2 separate regions of the Mus musculus genome follow, and region 2 is linked to region 1. A link is a contact called in public promoter capture Hi-C data. All regions are on one chromosome and are shown on one strand. The core of a region is the stretch at or near the end of the contact, and the rest is flanking DNA. Distances in the headings are between cores, read along the strand shown. Region 1 holds the start of Cd69 (CD69 antigen). Region 2 holds the start of Clec9a (C-type lectin domain family 9, member a).

Evidence for each region. Capture Hi-C pulls out chosen DNA fragments and counts their contacts.
Region 2: a contact with region 1 is called in a promoter capture Hi-C map of liver. The contact joins the promoter of Clec9a here to the promoter of Cd69 in region 1. A contact is called at or near these places in 7 of 39 promoter capture datasets (the C10 cell line, the HPC-7 cell line, the SN4741 cell line and 3 more), 1 of 484 Hi-C or Micro-C datasets (nephron progenitors), 1 of 115 datasets of contacts at active chromatin or transcription factors (pancreatic cancer cells) and 3 of 9 other capture datasets (adipose tissue, liver and pancreatic islet).

The regions. Positions count from the first base shown.
Region 1 is chr6:129,273,668-129,278,496 of GRCm38.p6, reverse strand. Cd69 (CD69 antigen) reads left to right here and starts at 3,128. Exons shown (of 5, transcript NM_001033122.4): 1 at 3,128-3,275. The coding sequence starts at 3,212.
Region 2 is chr6:129,406,469-129,411,052 of GRCm38.p6, reverse strand. It overlaps Clec9a (C-type lectin domain family 9, member a), which reads right to left and starts at 2,191. Exons shown (of 7, transcript NM_001205363.1): 1 at 2,008-2,191; 2 at 698-778. The coding sequence starts at 2,098. It also overlaps a transcript of Clec12b not described here.

The DNA of each region.
Region 1 (4,829 bases), core at 1,879-4,378:
CTGATTTCAAGACACACATCATGGCATATGTCCAACTCCTACCCCAATAAGTCAATACATCCAAAAATATGTTTAATAAAAACTAAAAATAAGTACATCACAGCAACACAAAAAAAAAGTGAAAAAGTGAAACTTGCATCATGCTTATCACTGAGCATCAATACTTAGAGACATGCCTCCTGCTTATCACTTAAAGACATTGTGTGCCTGTTGTGTCAATGCAGCTACATACATACATACATAGCATAACTGCAGTTGGTTTCTGCAACAAAACTCGAATGGGGAGAAGGTCTGTTGAAATAATTCAGGAGGTAAAGGTAATTGCTGTTAAGTTTAATCAGCTTATTATAATTCCCAGAAGTTCTGTGGTTAGTTAGGAAAGAACTAGTGTGAGTCCTACAAGTTGTTGTTTAACTTCTACAAATGCACTATGATACACACACACACCATAGACAGATAGATAGATAGATAGATAGATAGATAGATAGATATGATATGATATGATATGATATGATATGATATGATATGATATGATATATGGTGTACTGGCTAGTTTTGTGTCAACTTGACACAGCTGGAGTTATCACAGAGAAAGGAGCTTCAGTTGAGGAAATGCCTCCATGAGATCCAACTGTAAGGCATTTTCTCAATTAGTGATCAAGGGGAAAGGCCCCTTGTGGGTGGGACCATCTCTGGGCTGGTAGTCTTGGGTTCTATAAGAGAGCAGGCTGAGAAATCCAGGTGAGGTAAGCCAGTAAAGAACATCCCTCCATGACCTCTGCATCAGCTCCTGCTCCCTGACCTGCTTGAGTTCCAGTCCTGACTTCCTTTGGTGATGAACAGCAGCATGGAAGTGTAAGTCGAATAAACCCTTTCCTCCCTAACTTGCTTCTTGGTCATGATGTTTGTGCAGGAATAGAAACCCTGACTAAGACTGATGGATTGGTGGATGGGTAGACAGACAGACAGACAGACAGACAGACAGACAGACAGACAGATGAAAGTAAATAAGTAAATATGGGGCTTGAGAGGTGATGACTCAGTAGTACAGACAGACAGACGGACGGATGGACAGACGAACTGACAGCCGGATGGATGGATGATTGATGGATGGGTAGATAGATAGATAGATAGATGGATAGATAGATAGATAGATAGATAGATAGATAGATAGATAGATAGATGAACGTAAATAAATAAATATGGGGCTTGAGAGGTGATGACTCAGTAGTACAGAGTTCTTATTGTTCTTTCAGAGGATCAGAGTTCAGTTCCCAGCTTAAGGAAACTCACATTGCTTGTGACTCTAACTCCATGGAGCCTTCTTCTGTCCTCTGTGGGAACCAGCACACACATACATGACTCACACACACATAAATATAATACAATTTTTAAAAATTAAGTTTAATAAAGGTAAATAAATTAAAAAATACTCACTTGAGCTGCCCTTTTCCTTTAAAGAGCTTAGTTAGGAGCCAACTTATAGCAGAGGCTGGCTATGATGACTCTCCCTGCCTATTTTTTGTCAGTTCTGAACTCTATGAAAACCTCATCCCATCCAACAGGCATGAGTCAGAAGAGCACTTCTTGGTATTCATGAGTATCTGGACCTTCCTGCTTTTCACTTGATACTGAATTAATTACCTTATTTATTATGGGAAAACCTGGCACATAGGCATATGGAAAAAGAACCGCTAAGACACAACCGAAAGACCTAAAGGCCCTGCAGTGGCAGGCTCCTGGGCACTCCTATGGAATAAGAAGAAGCTCTCTGTTGTAGAGGGAAAGTAATAGAGGAAGTGCCCAGAGGCCAATGTAGAGGTTCTTCTTGGCTGTAAGGTCTTTGGATTTTAAGGAACCTTTATTAGGAAGCCTTTGGTGAGCTGAATGTTCTCAACAAGATGATATGACATACTTAATCTCATCCCAGCTGCTGTGCAGGAAAGATACTGAGAACAAAAAGGCACATTAGGACCAGCATGTACCTGTCTGTGTCTCAAGCAGACAAATCCACCTGCTGGCTCACCTCAGTTGTCTGTGCCGGTACCTTCCAAGCAACCTAAGCATTATATCTTCACAAAGGCAAACCAGACAACTTTACTCCAGGTCCTTTGACAATCTCTCCATTCTCTGCTCTATTCCATATGTCAAATGTAGAGATCATTCCAGAATGTAAGAAATCATGCTTGTAATTTTTTAAGATCCTCACACTTGACTTACCAAAACAGACATTTTCTGCATTTATGTGGTGCTCAATAACTTATCTGAATGAGATGGATATCATGGGAAGATATGTGTATAGGGATCATCTTCCAAATATCCGAGGCCACAGACACCTGAAAAGGACATGGGGAAATAGAAGGAGATATTCTGCAGTGAGACAAAGTAAGTTTGACAGTGGAGGATGACAAGAAAATGAGCAAGGGATGATGAAATAGATAACTGAAGAGAAACAGTTTTAGATCACACCGAGGAAGTTTCAGACCACAAGCTTTCTGTTTCCTGCACTAAAGCAACTCCTGACACTTGAAAGAACTAGTCTCTGGGGAAAAAAGAAGTGAATGCCACACGTTTTAAATCCATAATTAACTAAATAAAACTTGTCCAATTGAGAGAGAGGGAGAGAGAGAGCCACAAAGATAGAGATTTTAAAATCCCTACTCAACAGTACATCTTCTGGCCACCAACAGCACCTGGTACATAATGGGTATTCAATAAATGCCTGTACCTGCCTACATATACAAAGAAACCAATGCAAAGGATTGCATGAAAAAGTTTTACTCTCTCTTCCAGTGCTTTTCCATGTCAAATACAGCAATCTCAAACTTTTAGCTCCTTGTTTAGATTATACCATTTCCTAAGTTATTTGTGTTTTTAAAAGTTTGTGGAAGGATGTCTTCGATTCTGGGAAAATCCCATTTATCTCTTCCTCTTGAAGCTACAGTTGTGAGAAAGCACATTTCAGACAGCAGGGAAAACCCGCAGCTCACCACAACAACACACGGTGAAGTGTCTAGGCCGCTGGAGCATAAATTAAAGAGAACTGGCTGAGTTGAGTGAGTACAGGGTAGGAGGAAGGGGTGGAGCCTAATCGAGTATAAAGGCTGAAATCCTCCGAGATCAAGACACTGAACAAGACAGCTCCAGCTACATCTCTCCGTGGACCACTTGAGAGTCGCCAGGGACCTTGAGGGGAAAAAAATTAAAAAGGATGGATTCTGAAAACTGTTCTATAACGGAAAATAGCTCTTCACATCTGGAGAGAGGGCAGAAGGGTAAGTCATGTGATTTCTTACATTCTGGAATGATCTCTACATTTGATGTGTGGAATAGAGCGGAGAATGGAGAGATTATCAGAGGACTTGGTTATGTTCTGTTTCAATCAGTAAAAGAGAAACTGGGCATAGGTAAATACCTCTCTAGCTATGAGAAGACAAGATACTTGTATGAGAGAGAGCTATATGACTTTCAGATGATCTTGAAAGGACTTTTCCTTTGAATAGATTTGTAACATCTCAACTCGTGGATTTAAATGATAAATGATAAATTGCCTGGCTTGACCTAGTTATTCTCTATAGTTTTCCCATAACCACCATCATCAGTAAGTTTTATCCTTTTCTTTATGAAGAACTCTGTTTTTCACACAAAGAGTTACGTTCTTGCTCTTTCCTTATCCATTTGCCTGCTTTCTGTGTGTATTCCCTCATTAGTGTTCTCCTCATGAATCCTCCAGTGGTTAGCAGCATTCGGGTCTCCAGGCTCAGAGAAAACAGCATTACACACACCTGAACATGTGCAGTGTCATATGGTGATGCATTAGAATGTAACCCTGTCATTAAAATGTCATCTTCTGCAGAGACCTATGGAATCTCCTCCTTACATTTTGTTCTGTCTCTCTCCTCCAATGAATCACTTCAAATTCTATGACTATATATTTTTCTTCCTTTTTACAAAAGCATGATCACCCTTCACATTTCTGTCTCTTCTGTCTGTTTCTATCTGAGTTGTAAGGAGCCCTCCAGCACTTAGCACTTGGGAATGAGAGTTATTTGAAAGCACGAGCGATCCAGTTAATAAAGGGATTTGCTATGACCAACACCGCCAAGATAGTTGGTGAGGAACGAATTATTTTCTGAGTTTCTCTGTCAAGTTGTCTTGTTGTGTAAAAAAATTAAAAATAAAAAATTTTTTAAAAGTCTCAGTTACCTTTAAAATCTCATCCCTTCTTTGAGAGCATGAAGTCAAAAACATAGATATAAAGTCTACAATATTCATTTTTAGATACCTAAGCAACCCATACCTATATGTCTCACTTAAATTTTTTTTAAAAAGCAGATAATAATGAAACTATAATAAATAGTGGAATGAAGGAAAGACCAAATGCAGAAATTCCTGACCTGGCCTGGGGTCAGCTCCATCTACCTTTGTATATTTAACTTATGTTCTCACGGCCATGACCTTAGCAACACAGCAGCAGTGGAATCAACAGGCTCCTCCTTGGGTGACTGAAAGTTGGTAAATAGGTGGATCTGTTTTCATGCTCTCCATTAATGCACAGGCCTCAGGAGTGTGCTGTTAGGGGGGGATGTTTTGTTGCCTAGGTGACAAGTTGAACTGTGGTTAGCCATGACCCTTGGAGATGGAAATAAACTGTCACGTGGGAGTTGGTCTACATAGTCTACCCACCAGGTGGGTCAATGGGCTGAATGAACTAGTTGAGGTCTAGGGTTGCTTTGGATGTGGGTATGTTTGCTGTGCAGTCAGAGATATTGATAAATTGAGTCCAAGCAATGTGACTATCATATGTTGAGAAACGAAACTAGACCAGT
Region 2 (4,584 bases), core at 942-3,441, 130 kb before region 1:
AATGTTGTCTCCTTGGAAACTGGAACCAAATACTTCTAAATCTCCCAAACAAAATTACTGGGTATATTATGCTACACACTGTAGCTAAAGGATGAGTTGGAAAAATGAAAATATATGGAAAGGGCACAAAGAAAACTGATCTCTTTGGAAATATGTTTATACTATAATGTTTTCAAATTAATACTTAATTGGCATATGGTGTTAAAGAAAACCCAGAAACACAAGAGGATGAGGGAAAGAGACAAGTCTGCACACACTTTGGAAATGGCTACTCAAGCTTTGCTGGCTAACATCTAGCTTGTACTTGTTAAAATCCTGTGTCCACATGTGCAGTGTGCCTGTACATATATGAATATAATTTGTAGATTATCTTTCAAAAACTATAAATAGTTTACAATCTATAAATAGATTGTTAACCTTCTGCTTTCATGGGAAACACCACATAAATACATCACTCTACAGTGATACAGTGGTTCTAGAAAAATTAATTGCATTCTTTTTACCAGACTCTTTTATCTCGCCATGTGAACTCCTTCTTAATATAAGTCTAACTGACTGTATACCATTTACGTGTGCTTACATAGATCTTAATTTATTTATTCATACATTTATACATGTGAACTTTTAAAATAATAATACAACAATTCATAACCCGTGTTGTTAACAGGTAACACTGAAGATATGCTTTTGTACTTACACTTGATGCCCAAGAAAATGGACGTTGCTAACAAGCCCATACAGACCACACAGGAAATCATCGTCACAACACACCATGCTCCTGAATGTGAAATCAGGCAATGACATGAGTTAGAGAAAGTATTTTCAAGGTGTAATAATGTCAGGATAAGTGGAAGGATTGGGCCTTCCTACTGGAGAAATGCAAAGATTTGAAACTCTAAGAAAATCTTTGCTTAAATTCTCTCAGATGAACCTTATAGCATGGGCTATATCTGACTTGGAAAATACCAAATACAATAGACTTAATAACACCTCTCTTCAATCCTAATGTACACTATTGTGATTTTAAAAATTAATTCCATCTGTCTATCTGTCTGTCTACCTATCTAGTATTTTTCAATAATCTCATTCATACCAACCAGAAAACCTTCTATTCTTAACATGAAGACTCTCTTACCTGTTTTCAGCATCTCTTGAACATGATTCATTGAAGTATTTTTAATTTTAATGAGTAATTTAGAAAAATGAACAAACATTTCCGGCTAATTATACAATTCGTCCAGGAAGAAAAGTGAGTTATTTGGCTTATTACATTATTCATACTAATAAAAAATTGTCCTTACATATTTTAATAGGCCTGATAATGTCTTGCCTGAGATGACTCTGGGTCATCCCTGAAACCTTGAAATGGTGTTTTATGTGACAAAAGATATTCTGAAGCTAATACTATATTAGAGATCTGATTTAGGAAAGTTAGCTTCACTTAGTTAATTTGTAACAAGTCGATACTAAAGACTAATTAATGAAACTACTTGGGAAAATATAATAAAATGCTTTTTAAGCCCACCTAATTATTTGTTGTATGAGGTTATGTATGACACCTAGTTGATGAATTAAAGAAGTGACAATAAAAATACACAAAAACATATATTTGCAAATCTTTTTGCACTGTAGAGTTGTAAAAATAAAAGGTAGCATAAGATGTAGAAACAATTATCAAATACTAAAAACATAACTGCATCAGCTGAAGACATTTTTTCCTAGTTTTTCAACATTTCTTACTATTTTTCAGATAATTTGCTGCCTGTTTTAAGTAAAAGCTAAAATAATTTAAGTGGTATGATTTCTTTTACTTTTTGCAAATTGAGAGAATATATCTCATTTCCTGATCTGAGTGCCCTTCACTTACTCCTCCATGCTGACGAATGTGTCAGGCACACTAGAATATGCTAAAGAGGTTATCTCAGATTAGGAGAAACACTTGGTTTTATCACAGTATACAAACAGAAAAAAATTATAGTTTTCAACTAAGCATTCTAAATTTATTACCTGAACATTTGCTAGGGGATTGGCACTTCTGAGAGGCCTCTGAGGTAGGAATGTCCCACTGAAGAGAGGTATATATTTCTTCCGCATGCATGCTGAAGGTGCTTGGAGTGGTGAAGCAGTCTACATAGGAGCCTGGCACAAAGAACTTCGGTTGTAGTTAGGAGTAGGTTGGTACAAGAAATGGAACTGGCTACTTTTTCACAGTGGTAAAATGCAACAGGGATTAAAGGATGTTCATCATCCAGAAAGTGGAACTTTTGAAGCTTATACTGAAACATAACTCAATAATGAAGAAATGAGAATTATTGAGCTCAAAATAGCTACTACCAAATTAAACTGTTGCTCTGCTTTCCACATAGTATCAGATGCTGGAGGTAAGCTGCACAGTATGGACTTCTATTTGCTATAAACTATGAAGCAAAAAGATGATGCAGCGAATAAAGATAAAGGCCATTAAATCTAGACAAATCAACTTGTACATAGCTTTTGGATTTCCAAACAAGAAAGCTTAGGAGAGATTTCATCCCTAAATTTATTTCCAATCAGTCTGCTGATTAGGGTAATACTGACTGTTATTATAAGTAAACTTCAAAATACCAGTCAACACTGGCAACATTTAGATCTCCCTCATAGTTTGTACCCAGAGATACTAGTTCTCCCAAAAGGGGCCTGGGTTTCTTTCATCTTCTGGAATATTGGAGCCATGATGGGAAAGGGAAAGAGAAGGTGAAGAACCCACACTTGCTTCTTGAAAGCCATAATCTGGGAGTGTTGGGAATCACAGCCATCTCTATCCATTGCATTTCCATATTGGACATGAAGGTTGGGTTTTCCTGGCAGCATTGTCCAGAGGTAACTTTGCTCTTGCAGGAGGAATCAATTATTTAATGGATGGATGACCAGTTTCAGCACATCCTGTGACTACAGCATTTGTACTGAGAACTCTGATCTCTTAGACACCATTTATTTCTAGGCTACTTGTCCTTATGTCCAAAGGTCATTTCTCAATTGTGTTCTTTTATTTATTTATTTATTTATTTTTAGAGTCTCACTGGATCAATCGTTCTTCATCACAAATGGCACATTCAGGAGGTGATATAAGGGAACTTACTAATAGGACTACAGTTTTGGAAAAGGTTAATAGGAAAGAAAGAAGGGGATCAATGTTGACATATGTACTACAGGGCTGCTGTCACCCTATGGCCTAAAACAGTAAGGAGAATGTTCACTGGGACTTCGTGGTCTGCCTCACTACAGCGAAGGGCTGGTATACAGATCATCAAGTTTTATCAATCTAAGACACATAAGGGATCTGAATTATACTTCTGACCATAACCCATGTGTCTCAGAGGCTCAGTTTGCCCGGAAAATGTATTCATTTGTGTTTAGCTTCCTGAGACATAAGGAGTAGCTGGTGGGGTCATTAGGGACAAATGGAAACGGACTAGCACATTCTGCCAACATTTCCTGTGGTGTTCCTGGCCTGAAAACAGAGTAACTGAACTCCAGATAACCCTCTGCATATTCTAAGCTCTACCAGATGGAGAAAAGAGGAAGAAACCACACCAACAAATAATATTGTAACTAACCTCAGGAGCCAGACTTCATGAGCTACTACTCATTTTCCAGTTTCTCTTCTCATTTTAGCAGCACTGAAACCAAAGCTTGAATAGTGTTTTCCCAGGACAATCCACTCTCAGGGAAATGTCTGCAAGGGAGCCATTGGTTTCTCCCAACAAAAAAACCCATGTGCTACATGTAGTGTTCTGCTCTTGTTTGTTTTAAATATTTACTGTTTATTATTCAATGTGTTCTTAAAAACTATTTTAAAGCCAGATCACAGTATTGCTTCCTTACTACAGTTCTGTGAAGCAGAAGGGTAAGTTGGCTCTAAGTCAGGCACAGAGAAGTCCGTTTAGCTGGTTTCATGCTGAGTGTTTGAAATGAAGTGCTCTGATCATAGAATCTGGGTTGTTTTTGTTTCACTATATGCTTCAGGCACGAGTATAAGGGAAAAGAGAGACTTTGTAGGTACAGTTTGATTTTTGTAGGTACAGGCTGGTCTCACCTTCTGTATATGTTTAGCTGGGCATTAAATATGTTTCCTCTAAGGCTGTGTGTTGTAGTAATATATAAATATGCTGAAGAGAGGAAAAACACTAACATTCAGACATAGGGTTGATGTTTGGATAGGTTCTGAATAATTAGCCCCCAGTTGTTTTGTGCAAATGGACAGTTTCATACCAGAAGTTCAGCCTTGAATCCCCATCTCCAAAGGGGGTGGGGGAGCCAAGACTTCTCATCTCACAAGGCCAATATCTTGTTTTTTAAAATAAAAATGCCAAATAAATTTTGTTGTTTTCCTGTAACCCAGAAATCTATTCCCTTAAGAAGAGTCCAAAATAAACTAAAGAGCAGATTTGTCATGCACAGAGCTGTAAAACTAACATTTTTTAGTATCATGCGGTTGATGTTCTCACCAATATTTTATATTATTACATCAGAGATCATCACAATTCTCGTCTGGATAGGGTAATCAGCTCACTGTATATGCAAGGAAATAGTGTTAGAGACTAA